5 separate regions of the Mus musculus genome follow, and regions 1, 2, 4 and 5 are each linked to region 3. Evidence: chromatin contacts called from public HiCAR-type, HiChIP or PLAC-seq and promoter capture Hi-C data. All regions are on one chromosome and are shown on one strand. Each heading gives the region's core, a stretch centred on a gene start, on an enhancer-like site or on the middle of the called end of the contact. The rest is flanking DNA. Distances are from core to core; before and after follow the strand shown. Region 1 has its middle 37 kb from the start of Stmnd1. Region 2 has its middle 67 kb from the start of Stmnd1. Region 3 holds the start of Nup153 (nucleoporin 153). Region 4 holds the start of Rbm24 (RNA binding motif protein 24). Region 5 overlaps Stmnd1 (stathmin domain containing 1).

The links. Promoter capture Hi-C pulls out the DNA fragments that hold promoters and counts their contacts. HiCAR-type assays count read pairs that join an accessible place to other places. HiChIP or PLAC-seq counts read pairs in DNA pulled down with a chosen protein or histone mark.
Region 1: a contact with region 3 is called in a promoter capture Hi-C map of hippocampal neurons, with 6 times the contacts expected there. The contact joins the enhancer-like site here to the promoter of Nup153 in region 3. A contact is called at or near these places in 14 of 39 promoter capture datasets (the 3T3-L1 cell line, 3T3-L1-derived adipocytes, the HPC-7 cell line and 8 more), 1 of 15 datasets of contacts at CTCF or cohesin (CD8 T cells), 4 of 484 Hi-C or Micro-C datasets (cortical neurons, forebrain and uterus), 32 of 115 datasets of contacts at active chromatin or transcription factors (CD4 single positive thymocytes, DN3 thymocytes, the SCID.adh cell line and 23 more) and 1 of 9 other capture datasets (pancreatic islet).
Region 2: a contact with region 3 is called in an H3K27ac HiChIP or PLAC-seq map of acute myeloid leukemia, with 2.9 times the contacts expected there. The contact joins the enhancer-like site here to the promoter of Nup153 in region 3. A contact is called at or near these places in 3 of 39 promoter capture datasets (the HPC-7 cell line, hippocampal neurons and pre-B cells), 3 of 484 Hi-C or Micro-C datasets (CD4 T cells, CD8 T cells and effector CD8 T cells), 20 of 115 datasets of contacts at active chromatin or transcription factors (CD4 single positive thymocytes, the SCID.adh cell line, T-cell acute lymphoblastic leukemia and 17 more) and 1 of 9 other capture datasets (liver).
Region 4: a contact with region 3 is called in a promoter capture Hi-C map of pre-B cells, with 2.8 times the contacts expected there. The contact joins the promoter of Rbm24 here to the promoter of Nup153 in region 3. A contact is called at or near these places in 8 of 39 promoter capture datasets (cranial neural crest, embryonic stem cells, frontonasal cranial neural crest and 5 more), 3 of 484 Hi-C or Micro-C datasets (the HL-1 cell line, cardiomyocytes and myocytes), 3 of 115 datasets of contacts at active chromatin or transcription factors (astrocytes, embryonic basal ganglia and memory CD8 T cells) and 1 of 9 other capture datasets (pancreatic islet).
Region 5: a contact with region 3 is called in a HiCAR-type map of kidney, with 3 times the contacts expected there. The contact joins the enhancer-like site here to the promoter of Nup153 in region 3. A contact is called at or near these places in 2 of 39 promoter capture datasets (cranial neural crest and frontonasal cranial neural crest), 1 of 484 Hi-C or Micro-C datasets (cortical neurons) and 18 of 115 datasets of contacts at active chromatin or transcription factors (the SCID.adh cell line, bone marrow-derived dendritic cells, bone marrow-derived macrophages and 13 more).

Annotation. Positions count from the first base shown.
Region 1 is chr13:46,309,770-46,312,469 of GRCm38.p6, reverse strand. No RefSeq gene overlaps it. Among named protein-coding and RNA genes, the nearest start is that of Stmnd1, 37 kb to the right of the region's middle. Within about 2 kb of position 1,324, at least 15 of the 459 cell types and tissues checked have an H3K27ac peak or open chromatin away from gene starts, as enhancers often do. A contact at or near this core is called in cortical neurons, double positive thymocytes and hippocampal neurons, where this site is marked.
Region 2 is chr13:46,338,909-46,341,608 of GRCm38.p6, reverse strand. No RefSeq gene overlaps it. Among named protein-coding and RNA genes, the nearest start is that of Stmnd1, 67 kb to the right of the region's middle. Within about 2 kb of position 1,433, at least 85 of the 459 cell types and tissues checked have an H3K27ac peak or open chromatin away from gene starts, as enhancers often do. A contact at or near this core is called in CD4 single positive thymocytes, CD8 T cells, the HPC-7 cell line and 8 more, where this site is marked.
Region 3 is chr13:46,726,433-46,729,132 of GRCm38.p6, reverse strand. It overlaps Nup153 (nucleoporin 153), which reads left to right and starts at 1,284. Exons shown (of 22, transcript NM_175749.2): 1 at 1,284-1,773. The coding sequence starts at 1,660. All of the region lies in intron 1 of Gm46412 (a long non-coding RNA gene), which reads right to left.
Region 4 is chr13:46,416,938-46,419,637 of GRCm38.p6, reverse strand. Rbm24 (RNA binding motif protein 24) reads right to left here and starts at 1,338. Exons shown (of 4, transcript NM_001081425.1): 1 at 440-1,338. The coding sequence starts at 607.
Region 5 is chr13:46,293,173-46,295,872 of GRCm38.p6, reverse strand. All of the region lies in intron 3 of Stmnd1 (stathmin domain containing 1), which reads right to left. Among named protein-coding and RNA genes, the nearest start is that of Stmnd1, 21 kb to the right of the region's middle. Within about 2 kb of position 1,267, at least 5 of the 459 cell types and tissues checked have an H3K27ac peak or open chromatin away from gene starts, as enhancers often do. A contact at or near this core is called in intestinal villus epithelium and kidney, where this site is marked.

The sequences.
Region 1 (2,700 bases), core at 75-2,574, 420 kb after region 3:
CTGGAGTGGTGAGAAATGCTTCTAATCTCAGCAGGAGAGAAGCAGAGACAGATTCCTGGGCATATAGATCAGGCAGCCTAGGCCACTCTGTCAGTCACTAGGCAATGAGAAACTATGTCAATAATAATGATAATAGTAATAATAATAACAATAACAACAACAATAATATAAGGTGGATGGTACTCAAGGAATGGTATCTGAAAGTTTTCTCCATACATACATACCCTCACACCCAGAGGCGAGAAAATGAGAGCAAAATCAAAGACAGCATCAAGTTTTGCTCCTGATCCACAGGGAGCTTCTGGTTGCTATTTGTTGTGAGAGAAAAGCCTTTAGGAGAAGCAGAAAGCTGTCCTACAGACATATTCTATTGAGATGCTGATGGAGAAGCCTGGCAGGATGTGTGCAGGGTCATAAACAGCAAGGAGCCACTGTTGTATGGATAGCCTCTACCATCGCAATGCACAAGCTGGCCAAGGATAAACTCATAGACAGACATTAGATGCCGCCCAGTGGGAAATGTTCTGGAATAATAAGTCTGGGGCCCGCCGGATGCAGGACACAGGACAGCTAGTGAACGTCCTGGAAGTCAAGAGGACATGGGAAGCGAGTGCTTTGAGAAAGAGGGCATGAGAAGCCATCAAGCACAGTGCAGATGTAGAGCTGTCCCATTGGTCCAGCAAGTCGTGACTGGAGCAAGAACAGATTCCATGAAATCGTGGAGGGGAACTCCACAGGAGGTATCTAAAGGAGAACAATTAGCAGACAAGAACTTTGGTGCTCTGTGCCAGGTGTACTCTTTTAGTACATTCAGATGTAAAGCAAAGACCAGGCTGGGGGCCTGGATGGGCAATGTGGATAAGAAGGAAAATGGAGTTCAAGAGAAGTTCAGGGAAGGCCAGTTAGAGGGGTGGCCTTTCACTGGGGACATGGGTGGGGAGGAAGGGGCAGAATGAGGTCACAAATACAGGCAGGTGGGTGGATGTGGGGGTGTGAGTACCGTCTTCCCGTCGCTTCTGTTTTCTCTTTGAAGTCTGAAGAAAGACCATGAGCTCCAGGTCTCGTGGGTCTCTGTAGAGTGAGAGACAGCAGCAGCCTTGGCGTCTGCACCATCCTACAAGTAACACGGATGGAGTTGAGAAAGTGAACCAGGGGAGTGAGTGGCTCAGGGGGTAAAGAACTTGATGTGCAAGTGAGCAGACCTGAATTCAGATTCTCAGAACCGATGTAAAACAGAGACATGGGACTGTCACCACAGTGCTCCTATGAGACAGGAGGCAGAAACAGGGGACTCTCCCGAGCTCCTGGGCCAGCTAGCCTGAGGCGTGCTACAGTGAGGAAGAGATCCTGTCTCAAGCAAGATGGAAGGGGAAGGACATCCGAGATTGTCCTCAGATCAACACACATGCATTTACACTCGTACGTGCTAACATGTACACACACACATACGTGCATATGCACGTGAACACACAGGCAAGAAGCAAAAGAAAGAGAGAAAAATGCAAAACGTCGCAAAAGCCAGTTAATTTTTAAATGTATTTATTGTCAAACCACAGAGCTGACTTCTATTAACTATCTTTTGGCACCACCTGCTGGAGACAGATCCCAGCAGCTAACGGCAAGGATCATTGATAATGTGCACAGCAAATGGGGAGAGAGAGAGATCTCTGTGGACTGGGATTCATCAGAAGAGTCACTTGTGAATTTCGCTGTACATGATCCTTTCCTCAAAGTGTGGTTTTTCAATGGTCTATGAAAAACAGAAATTCATAGAAAGAGAGAAACAGAGTTATAGTGGTTTTTTTTTCTTTCTTTTTTCAGGAATGGTAGTGGTGTTCTGTCCCTCAATAAAAGCGTAAGCTTTCTTCCTCTTCTGGCTACATCCCAGGAGTAGTTAGCTTATATGGGCCTTGAGATGCTCTTGGCTAATGTAATTATCCAGTGATTGAGATGAGTGAGATGCAGTTGCCAATACAGTATTTTAACCAAAATGGTCCAACGATATTACTTTTCCCATTTTCCATGCAATGTGTTGTGATGGAGATGGACATCTTCCCAGTGATGATGCAGGCTTGAAACTGCTTCCCTTAACCCAGAGACTTCCTGAGAGTTTATCTCAGCTGTAACTAGTGATGGTTCCTTACTATGTTCTTCTTTGTGTGTTTCCAAGGACCTTGCTGCAGACAAGTCACAAAGGTACAAATATCCATTTCTTGGAGAACTGGAAGGAAAATAGCCCTATATTCCTATATTCCTCACTTTTTCCCTACCTGCATCCAAGTACCCAATAAGAAGTAACTAAACTAAATGAAGAAGGCTTTATTCTGTTGTATAATTTGGAAGTACAGTCTAGCTTGGCAGCTTGGTGGCTCACATCTGAGAGGCTCAGGAAGCAGACTGTGTGGAATGCTGATCCTCAGCTGTTTTTCTCACCTATGGTAGGATGCTGCTTGAAATTAGGGATGTCCTTACCTCTCAGTTAATCCTTTCTGGAAACATCACCCACCTACCACAAGATATCTATCATCAGTGCCTTGCGTGTTTCTTAATCCACTCAAACTAGCAATCAAAATTAACAATGACAGGTTTTTATGTCATCTGGGATAATTGGGCAGTCACTCACTCTGCCAGGACATTTCTGTGAGGATGAAAATTCTCCAGCAATGGTAGACATAAAAGTCCAAATTAAGTCTCTCACTA
Region 2 (2,700 bases), core at 184-2,683, 390 kb after region 3:
CTTTGAAGCCCGTGTCATGTTACTGTCCCTTCTGTTATATATAATGTGCAGCTGTTCTGGTCCTGAAAGTAGGGAAGGTCACTCATATAAATAGGATCACACAGCAAAGAGGAGCACGCTGCTGGGGTGGTTGGTAGCAACAGGTCTCTTCCACAAATGGCAGTCACTACCACAGACAAGGAGTTTTAGTGTTTTTCACTTCTTGGGCATTATAAGTAGAAAGCATGAGATTGGTTATGGAAACAGACTGAGGTGGAGAAAAACATGGAAAGGCAATTCCTTTGCTGGGCTATGACTTAAGGCTGGTTTGGCCTTTCCATGGTTCAAGTCCTTAGATATGACCAGAAAAAAAAAAAAAAAGCTCTTAATGAGCATGCGTGGCACCCAGGCAGGTCTTCTAGTGTGATGAGCTTGCTTTAGTAGCGCAGAGAAACACAACCCAGGGTTAAAGTAAAGTTAAGATTCACGTTAATTTCATCTGTATTCCTGCTGCATATGTTTTAGAAATATTGACATACTTTTCTAACCAGATGGTATATCTTACATTTAATTTCTGAATGATGGTGGTAACTTTCTTAACTTTGAAGTCCCAAAGTAGGGACATGCATGGTGGAAAAGACCAGAGTATTTGACTATGACTATCTGAGTTCTCCATCCTGTCTAGTGGCCCCCTTGGGAACAGTGGGTGAGAAGGTTACAGAACCAATGGCTCAGACTCTGGGAGCAGGTGAGAATGTGTCAGCAAGCTCATTTATTAAGTCTCTGGGAGCGCTCTTTATACCCTCCACCCGTGTCCCATTGGTCTCAAGTAGTTGTGTCCTCCACGTGGCAGCTACTGATTGGCTGTCATTGTCTGTGTCACCTGTCTCTAGGCTCTCAGGTAGGCTTCAGTTTGTCCCTCATGCAGAAGTTACCTCGGTGGCTGTTCCCATCCGCTATTTACCTACATTTATGCAGAACTGGCCACCGCCCTTGCAGCGGGGCCTTTCTGTTCCTCCTACCTTCCGGAACATTCATCTTTCCAAAATTATTGAGTGGACTTTTGCTCAACCACTAGTTTGGAACTCAGTACTCAGGTCTCAGACGTTCTCCATTGCTCCATTTCCATATGCTAACAAATAAGATAACAGAGACCACACCTATTGAGGGGGGAAAGTGAATGAGATTCCAAAGGCTCATACATTTACCAAATAAAATCGCCTAGGCTGTGGTTCACAGTATGAACACTACAGGTATCAGTACATTTTCTGGTGCTGTGATAAAACACCATAACCAAGGGCAACTTATAAGAGAACAGGCTTGTTTTGTCCTGTACTTCAGGAGAAACAGAATCCACCGTGGTAGAGAAGACAAGTAGGGCAATAGTCACAGGAAGAGTGTCAGCAGGCAGGCAAGGTGGCAGGAGCAGGAAGCTGGCAGATCACATGTCCACCTCCCACCCTCGTCCCAGTCCCCGAGCCCCAACCCTGCACAGGAAACACACACAGGAAGTGGGTCAAAGCTGTAAAACCTCAAAGCCCACCCCCCAGTGACACACTTTATCGGGCAAGGCTTTGTCTTCTAAAGGTTTCACAACCTCCCCCTAGCATTACCACTAACCAGGGACCAAATGTGCAAATACACAGGAGCCTCTTAGGGCAAATTCTCATCAGAACTACTGCACTGTGAAAGGCTAAAAGATGGAAACGTGGGAAAGCTGGAGAGACCATAGAAAGTTAGCAGGGTCAAAGTCCAAACAGAAATGAGACCCACAGGCATCCCATGGGAACGGTGCCTGTAAATCCCCTGTGCGATGCCTGCAATCAGAGTTCATTTAAGCCGTTCTGGAAACACTCTCATGGACACACTAAGAGATGTATCTCCGGGTGATTATAAATCCCACCCAGTGGACAACGGAGATCAGCTATCACATCCGTGTGCTTCAGAATGTGACTGTTTGAAGATTAAGCAGTGATTGAATTAAAATGAAATTGGGTACATTGTAACTCAAAATGATAGATGTTCTTCTAGGAAGATGCACACAATGACTTCAGGGGTACAGTTGTCCAGAGGCATGCTCATGAGAATAGGCATCAGCAGACTGACAGAGAAGTCAGAAGATCCACCCTGACAACCTCCCAAACTAGAAGAAATAGGTTTCTGGTTTTTAAGCCATTCAGTCCATGGCTCACGTGGTCTATGCAGTACCCATTTTTCAGCCTCCTGGGCTTAGTAAATAAACTTCTGACCATGCCCCGATGTAGATGTAATCTTTATCTTTAGACTGTTACCCAGGGAACATTTTCACTGGCTAGAGAGACTAAGCACCCAATGCAGCCTTCCATCACTTCAATTTTGTTATGGCAGCTGTAGCAGACTAATACATCCTTCTAGAAGCATGGGACTGATAAAGCAGGAGGAAACAAAACCAGTTTCTGAGATATTCTCCCATGGCTTAAGACATACCCATGATATGTTCTGAGGAGTTTTCAGAGAAACGTCCTGATGTCAAGCTGTAGCCTCACATTGTGCCTGAGTCTACATATACTTCCACACTACACACACTTCCACACCCACGCATCTAATACACACCAGAAAGAAAAAAAGAAAGAAAGATGAGAGAAAGAGAAGAAAAAGAAATACCAAGACAGTGTTGGAAAAGGGGAAGAAAAGAAAAGGAAGCATTCAAAAGGTAGACTTCAATTCAAGTCGGTTAACAGT
Region 3 (2,700 bases), core at 35-2,534:
TGCCCAATTAGATATCCACCCTCTTTTATTTTTTTCCAAGTCAGTTCTCTATGCAGCCCTAGCTGTCTTGGAAAACGCTTTGTAGACCAGGCTGGCCTTGAAGTCACAGAGATCCATCTACATCTGACTCCTGAGTGCTGGGATCAAAGATGTCTGTCACCAGCCAGGCTCTAAATCGATACCCTTAATGGTGCCCCTTAAATTTTCTTGGTTTCCATATAGTCCATTGAATGACTAGGCTGGACCACATGATCACACAGACCTTTTGTCTAATGCCTGCATCTTTAACACGGTGTATCCGGTCTTTGAGGATACATTGTTTAGTCACCTAACTATAATATTAACTGAAGCAAATATATGTTTACTAGGGATATATGAGTCACCCTTAATGTGTGTTGATTGCATAGGTCATAATTGCAACCATTTACTGCGTTTCTTGTATACCAGGAAATCTACTGGGTGCTCTCTACACAGACGACCGCACTAGCTCCCCACAACTTTATAAGGTAGATTTAAATAGTAGAGTCATCCAAGGTCAAGTTTGTAAGTAGTGAAGCAACTCAGAATGCCAGCACGGTGTGTGTTGACAACAAAGCCCTTATATGTTTAATGAAACAGTAATGAAGTTGTATTTTTTGCTTTCGTTGAGACAGAATCTCACTATGAAGCTGAGGGTAATGTGTAACTAGCCATTCCCCTGTGTCTGCCTCCCAAGTGCCAAATGCCTTTCCTACTTTGTTTTTGGCCTGGGGATCGCGGCCACGGTTAATTTCAACGCGGTCTCCCCCCCCCCCCCCCCGGATTGTGATGCATTATGGTTCTTTGATTTTACTGTTTACTTCCATTCGGCTTATAATTGATGAATGGGAGATTACAGTATTCGTGTCGAGTGCCCTTCTGAATCTAAACAAGCAGCCAACCGCCGCCAAATGACCCGGGCTTTGTGCCTCTGCGGTGCTCCGTGGGTGTCCTTCCGCTATAGCCTGCCTTTCCGAGAATCCGCGTTCTGGCCAGAAAAACTACATTTCCCAGAGGCTCCCACGACAGGGAGCGCGGGCTCGGCCAACCCTTCCTTCCTTCACCCATCCCCCCCCGCATTGTCGCAGCGTGATGACGCAAAGCGTCGGTCGCGGAGGAGTGACGGTGTTCTGGCTCGCGACCGGGGCGGCCGCCTCAACAGCGGTAATAGGCGCAAGAGCGGCGGCGGCGGCGACGACTGCAGGGACGACGACGGCGGCGGCGGCGGTGGGGCGGGCGCAGCGCGCACAGGGGGAGGGGTTGGCGGGCGGCGCCAGCGGCCTGGACTGCGGCAGCGACGGCCAGGGCGACTGAAGAGGAGCCTCTAGCAGCGGGCGGTCGAGCTAGGCCTCAGCGGCGCCCGGAGCTGCTCGCGCCGGCCTCGGCGGGAGATCTCCATAGAGACGGTGACAAACACAGACGCGGGGGTCCGCACGCGGCCGGCGCTCCTCAGCCACCTCGGGGCCCTCAGCCGCCGCCACCGCCTTCCTCGCCGCCGCGCGCACTCTCAGTTCCCGCTCGCTCCCTCGCGGTTCTCGCTGTGTCTGTGTGTCGCCTAGGGCCGGGCGGGGGAGGCCCTCAGGCCGCCGCCTCTGCCTCTCCCGCCCGGGAGCGGTAGTGGGAGGCCGCCCAGGCTCCGCCATGGCCTCGGAAGCCGGAGGCATAGGAGGGGGCGGCGGCGGCGGCAAGATCCGGACTCGTCGTTGCCACCAGGGGCCGGTGAAGCCTTACCAACAGGGGCGACCCCAACACCAGGTACGGGACCGGTACGCCGTGGCGACTGGGCGGCTCCGGGCGGTCTCTTTGGGGGGCGGTGCGAGGACCCGGCGGCCCCACGTGGAGGGGACCAGAGGGCCTGAGGCTGGACCCGGGTGGCGACGGGAAGTGGGTAGAGCCTGGCCGGGCCTGGCGGCAGACACGTGGGATGCGAGCGGCCTCTCCCAGCCCTCCCGCCCAAGGGCTTTCCCTGGCGGGCACAGGGCGGGAAAAGAAATCTCAGGCTTCGGATATTCGGGCTGCTGCTGCTGCTGCTGCTTCTTCTTTTTTTTTTTTTTTTTTGGCGGGTTTTTGGGGGTTAAATGGTATTCCTCACGACCTCACGAAGGGAACAAGGGAAAGATGTGGCAACAGGCCCATCCGCTGGCAGGCTTTTTCTTTCTTGTGTTCCCGGGTTCAGGGTGCGCGGGGAGATTAATCTGCCACCGCGGCCCGGAGAGACTTGGGGAGGGGGCGCTGTTACCCATATCGTGGAATAATTTCGGTTTTAGACGCGTTAAATCATTAATGGTAGTCCGGTCCCCTCGTCTGTCTGCTTGGCCTTTCCAGATCGGAACACACTGGTTTAGCTTCTCATCCTTTCCTCTCTTAACTGAGTTATAGTTATGTGGCACTGAGGCGTTTTGAAAGTCCCTCGCCGCTCTTACGTCTGGTCTCTGATGCGTGGTTCTTCCCTCTCTTCTCTCCACCCCGCTCTATATACTGAAGACCAGAATCATCCACTCTCTACAGTTGACCAGTTCTTCAGCTCTGATCTCATACACCAAATATTTTTAATACTGGGCGTTTTCTAGAAGTTTAAGGTATTTCGGGCTCACCAGGGGTGTTACTTAAGCCACCGTATGCCTTCTTTGGGTGTTTATAAAAATGTCGATTCTTGTTGTAAACGAGATAGTTGGTTCAGAG
Region 4 (2,700 bases), core at 89-2,588, 310 kb after region 3:
CACACACACACACACACACACACACACACACACTGTTTTTTTTTTTTTTTCTTTTTTAAACAAAGCACCAGCTCACTTAACAACCAGCCTCCAACCTGGGAATCCACAGTGAGGGGCTCTGCTTCCTCCCTCCCAACTCTCCACATCTCCCATCTCTCCTTCCCAGGCTCTCGGGGCCACCGAAAGAGCATGGCCTCAGGTCCTCTCTGTACCCCACGAGGCAGCCACGGCCCTTCGTTTCTCCAAGCCCCATCGCACTTAAAGTTTCAGCTTAGCTCCGAGTGAACGGGCGTCCCGCGAGGTCCCACTGTGCCCCTTATCCTAATCTCTGCCTCCCCAGGGCCTGGGGCCACTTGCTCCCTGCTGGCCTGATCGCTTTGGCCAGGACCTCTCTTAGTTGCTCCCCACCCACCCTGAGTCCTTCTTCCACGTAACTTACAAATCCGTAGCCCCGGGACTTGCCGGTCTGCCGGTCTGTGATGACCACCGCTTCCTCGATGTCTCCGAAGACCTCAAAGTACTTGCGCAGGCTGGCGTCGGTGGTGTGGTAGGGCAGCCCTCCCACGAAGATCTTGGTGTACGTCGTGTCCTTCTGGGTGGTGTGCATCTTCGCGCCCGCCCCGCGGCTCGGGCTCCGGCTGCGGCTGCGGCTGCGCCTGGTCCTCGGGCTCCGCGTCTCCCGCAGCGCGCGGCGGCCGCCGGGGGCCGAGGGCGCGCGCGGGGGCGAGGGGGCGGCGTGGGCGCTGGGCGCGCGGCTTCCCAAGTGGCCCACTGTCCCCGACACTCGCCCAGGCGCTCTGCTCCAGTCCCCGCGTCCGGTCACTGTCCAGACCTTCCGGATCGTCCGGGTAACCAGCTCCGTAGCCGCGGACTGTGGGAGCCTTTTGCACTCACGCCGCGTGAAAGTAAAAATAAAATAAAAATATTTTTTTTCTTAAATGCAGAGAGGGTGGTGGTCTCCAAGTCCAGAAGAGGTAGATGGTTCTTTCTCAAAAAATCGAGTGGCTTAGTGGGATGGGGGTTGGCTCAGAGGCTACCGTGTCCCGGGGGCGCGGAGGTGGCAGCTGGGGGCGCGGTGCTGGGCCCGGCTCGGTCTGGGAACCGTCCCTTCTGCTTAGTAGCTGCCACACCAGTGCGGACGGAGGACCGCTCTCCAACCCTCTATTCCTTTTTCCCCAGCGGCCCTGGGGGTCGACGCCCGGCTGGGGAGGGGGCGGGCCGGACGCCTGCGATTGGCCGGGACAGCACCTGGGGCGCCCGGCGCCGCCGCCCCCCAGCTGTTGGGAACAGCTGCTTCTCTCCCCGCGCGCGGGCGCTGGGTCGCCTGGCTGGGGCTCTGGCGCTGTTGCTGGGGCAGAGTTGGAAACGGCTGGAGGCGGCCTGGCTCTGTTGTTGCCTGCTCCTACTGGTCAAAGTCGCAAAGACCCCTGGCGATTCCCGCAGGGACCCAGAGTGAGCTGATTGACGCTCCGAAGCAGACCACGCTAGCTTCTTGCTAGGCCTCGCTGGCACGACCAGTTGACTTGAGAGTCCCCCGGGGCCTGGGGTGGTTTGTACAGAGGCCAGTCCCCTCCCAAACACCTGGGACCAAGGAGATCTGTCTCTAGCGTCTGAACCGTGAGAAGAACTCTCAAGTTTTCTTAGCCCCCAAAAGCTGGTGCTGTGGGTAACCAAGAGGAAGAGCCCCAGGGATGTTATGTGGTGGGGTGAATAATAATAATAGCCCCTAGCATTTGGGAATGCTTGAGAAAAACTTTGGCTTTAATGGCTCACAGCTAGCAAAGGGTGTCTGTATTCATCTGGCCCTGCTGACTACTGCAGAGGACCATGAATTAGTACTGTACCTCCCACGATCATCAAATTTGTGCTTCCTGCCTAACTTAGTTATTCAGGAAGATGGGTACAATGTCTGTCTCAACACAAGTCGCTCCCACCTCCGCCTTTTTTTTTCCCCACTAAGCAAAGAATCTATTTCCTTCTATTTGAATTGCAGAACGGTTAGTGAATTGACCTCATTTATTTATCCGGATATAATTGTAAAAAGTATGATTTCTTTTAAAAGGGTGGGGGCTGTTACATAACGATGGATTTCTACCAGCAATTCTGGAAGCATAGATAGAATACACTAAACGTAGTATATGTTTATTAATTTAAGCCAGCTCGTTGGCAGTTCTTATGCTCAATAGGGCTTTAAATTAATGACGCTTTGAAATCAGCCCATCATATTTAAGGTTTAGATTAAAATACCCCTCCCCCTTATTTTGAGACAGGGTATTGTGTATCCCAGGCTGTCCTTGAACTTCCGGTGTATCATAAAGATTACTTTGAATTTGAACTTCTGATTCTTCTGTCTCAGAGTCCTGAATGCTGGGACTGCGGGCATGTGCCCCTTCTCTGGGTTTATGGGAAGCTTTGGGAAGGAGCACAGGGCTTCCTTCCTGCCAGGCAAGCACTCTGCCGACTGAGCTACATCCCCAGGCCCCCGATGAAAGTATTTAATGTAAGCAGAACATTTCACTCTCTGCCCTCACTGCACAAGCGGGTTTTGCTCCGAGAGGCCAGTGTAGTCCCAACACTAGTTGCCCCTGAGCTACATCTTTTATTTCCTTTTAAACAGGTCAGTGTATTAACCGATAGAGCCCCACAGACATACCCCAGTTACTTTCCAGGGCACCTTAGCTGTCAACCCCAGCCAATGAA
Region 5 (2,700 bases), core at 18-2,517, 430 kb after region 3:
CACGAAAACTGAGCTATTCTGTAAAGCAGGTTCCCCTTGGCCCTCATTTTATGTTCTTCTTATGACAGCTGGTTCTTAAGCTTCCTGCTGGCAAATGCCACTTGCTGGAAAGAGGGACATACCTGCTAATGGAGGCTCAAACTAGAGGTACTTTGAAATTCACACAAAAACCCTTATTAGGAATGTTCACTCTCAGAAGACTGAAAGAAAATGGAAACCCAAGAGCCAATGAGGGAATGGCAAGCCAGACATCTCAAAACAGTCTGAATCTTGACAGAAATTGTGTGCCAATGAAAGATCTGGAGAGCAGTTTGGGTTTTCTGATAGGGGAAGGTGCTTCCTGTGACCATTCCAAAGTGATGTCTTTGGTTTCATTCTCTGCTTCCCTTTGAGACATGGACTGTACCCCTGAGGGCCCTTGTCCTTTCTTGATGTTGATATGTTATGCTAAAACCACCTCCATAGCTATCGGGCTTTAGGGGTCGCTCACTTTGTAGAGTGCTTGCCTAGTGTGGATGAAGATCTTGGTTTACTCTCCAGTACTGTATAAATCAGGCGTGGCCGTGCATGGCTGTGATCCCAGCTCTCAGAAGGTGGAAGCACTGAGATCATCCTTGGCTAAATAGTGAGTTCAAGGCCAGCCTTGGTGATACCAAACCTTGCTTCAAGACAGACAAAGAAAACAAAATAAAAAGACCCCTATAAACAGAATTGTATTCTTCACAAATGAAGTTCAGATAGACAGAATCTTTGAAACTGTGCTGCTTACAGGTCTTAATGGTGTTCACATGTGCACAGAGATGTCTAGACTCAAAATCTCAAATACCTTGAAGTCTAGAGAAGCTATCAGTTAAATTGTGTTCACTGGGAGTAGTGTCAGAAGACTGACAACCCTGAGCACAACATTAGGTGCTAAGAGATGAATCACATTTTTGGCCAAGATACCCATGCATGTCTGCCTTACATCCACTGCTGTAACTCCTTAGGGCTTTCCTAATTAGCTCTTCACCTACAAATGAACCCACCTTGGTCATGTTTCCTAAGGGAGTCTCCTGCACCGAAGAGGCCAAAGCTTCCTGCAGCCTGTTCTTTGGCCTCCAAGCCCTCGGTGAGGGAGATTGCTAGCTGTGATCACTGACATATTATTTGAGTCCTATCTCAACCAGCTTCCTCCATACCTCTCCAGGAGGCTCAGCACACAATACTAGAAACTCTGCTGCCATGGAAAGTCCTTAACTACAGTGAAGGTGACCCAGTCCAGAAACAGAGATGACAATAAACTTTGACCAGACAGGAGGAATTAGTAAATAATTCACCAAGTTTGTGAAAAGCAGCCAGGATATGCTAAGAGATGCAAGGGCATGAGTTTGAGGTCAAAGCCACCTGAAAACAATAACACCTGTGAACACATGAAAGCCAGGCATGTATCAATGCAAAGGTTGTTCTCTACCACCACACACATTGACTCTGTCACATACAACCTGTGTGTGCTTACAATGAAGTCACTTCAAGACGCATTATAATGCTTTAAAATACCTGGGAGCTTCCTTCTCTGAGCTGATAGTCAGCTTCTTACTGGTTCCCTCTCCAGGTGTGTGTATATGTGCTTGTGTGTGCACACATTTGTGTGCAGGTATGCATGTATATGTGTACATGTAGATGCCAGAGGTGGATGCTGAGTGCCTTCTTCTATCACTTTCAGTTTTATTTATTGAGGCAGGGTATGTTAGTTAGGATTATTATTGTTGTGATAAAACACCACAACTAAAGGCTACTGGGGAGGTAAGGGTTTATTTTTCATTACAGTTCCACAGCAGTGTTCATCACTGAAGGAAGTCAGGACAGGAACTCAAGCAGGGCAGGGACCTGGAGGTTCCCGATTCAGAGGACTGTCTCCCTTCTCATGTCTTGTTCAGCTTGCTTTCTTATAGAACCCAGGACCCTCACACCCCCCCCCCCCAGGACAGCGCCATGCACAATGAGTTGGGCCTTCCTCCATCAATCGCTAACTGAAAAAGTACCCTACTGGATTGCTGAGAGCCTAGCATCACGGAGGCATTGTCTTCATTGAAGCTTCCTCCTCTCAGATGACTTTAGCTTGTGTCAAGTTGGCATAAAACTAACTGGCACACAGGGGCTGTCACTAAACCTGGAGCTCACCAATTTTTCAAGACCAGATCCTCAACATGAATGGGTGTGGCCTTCTCTGGGGACCCCAGTTCAAAGTACAAACATGCTTGAAAAGTGTTTATCCAGAGAGGACCTCATAAGTGATAAAATAGGGGGAAATAGGTAAAGGGGAGGTGCTGTGGTGGGCACAGGTATTCCATGGACAAGTGGGGAGAGACTAACCTCCTAAGATGCTCCCAAATTAGTGTAACAAAGGTGCCCCACTTCCAGCATCCTTTATTCTTTTATACTTCAAGGGAAAATGCAGTGAAGGATGAGAAGAGGCCAAGAGAGGGCAGACATATGTCCGGAGGGAGTTCCCCTGTGTTTGTGAATGCCAGTTGCCCGACACCATACCTCTTGTTTTTTCAAGCATTCTCACACTTATCCTAGCTGCCCGTGTCATGTATTCATTTTCTCCCTGCTAGGCATGATGGCACACACCTATAATCCTAGCACATAGTCATCTGACCCAGGAGGATGACAGGTTTTCGAGAAGTTAGCCTATACAGCAAGATTCTGCCTCAGAGA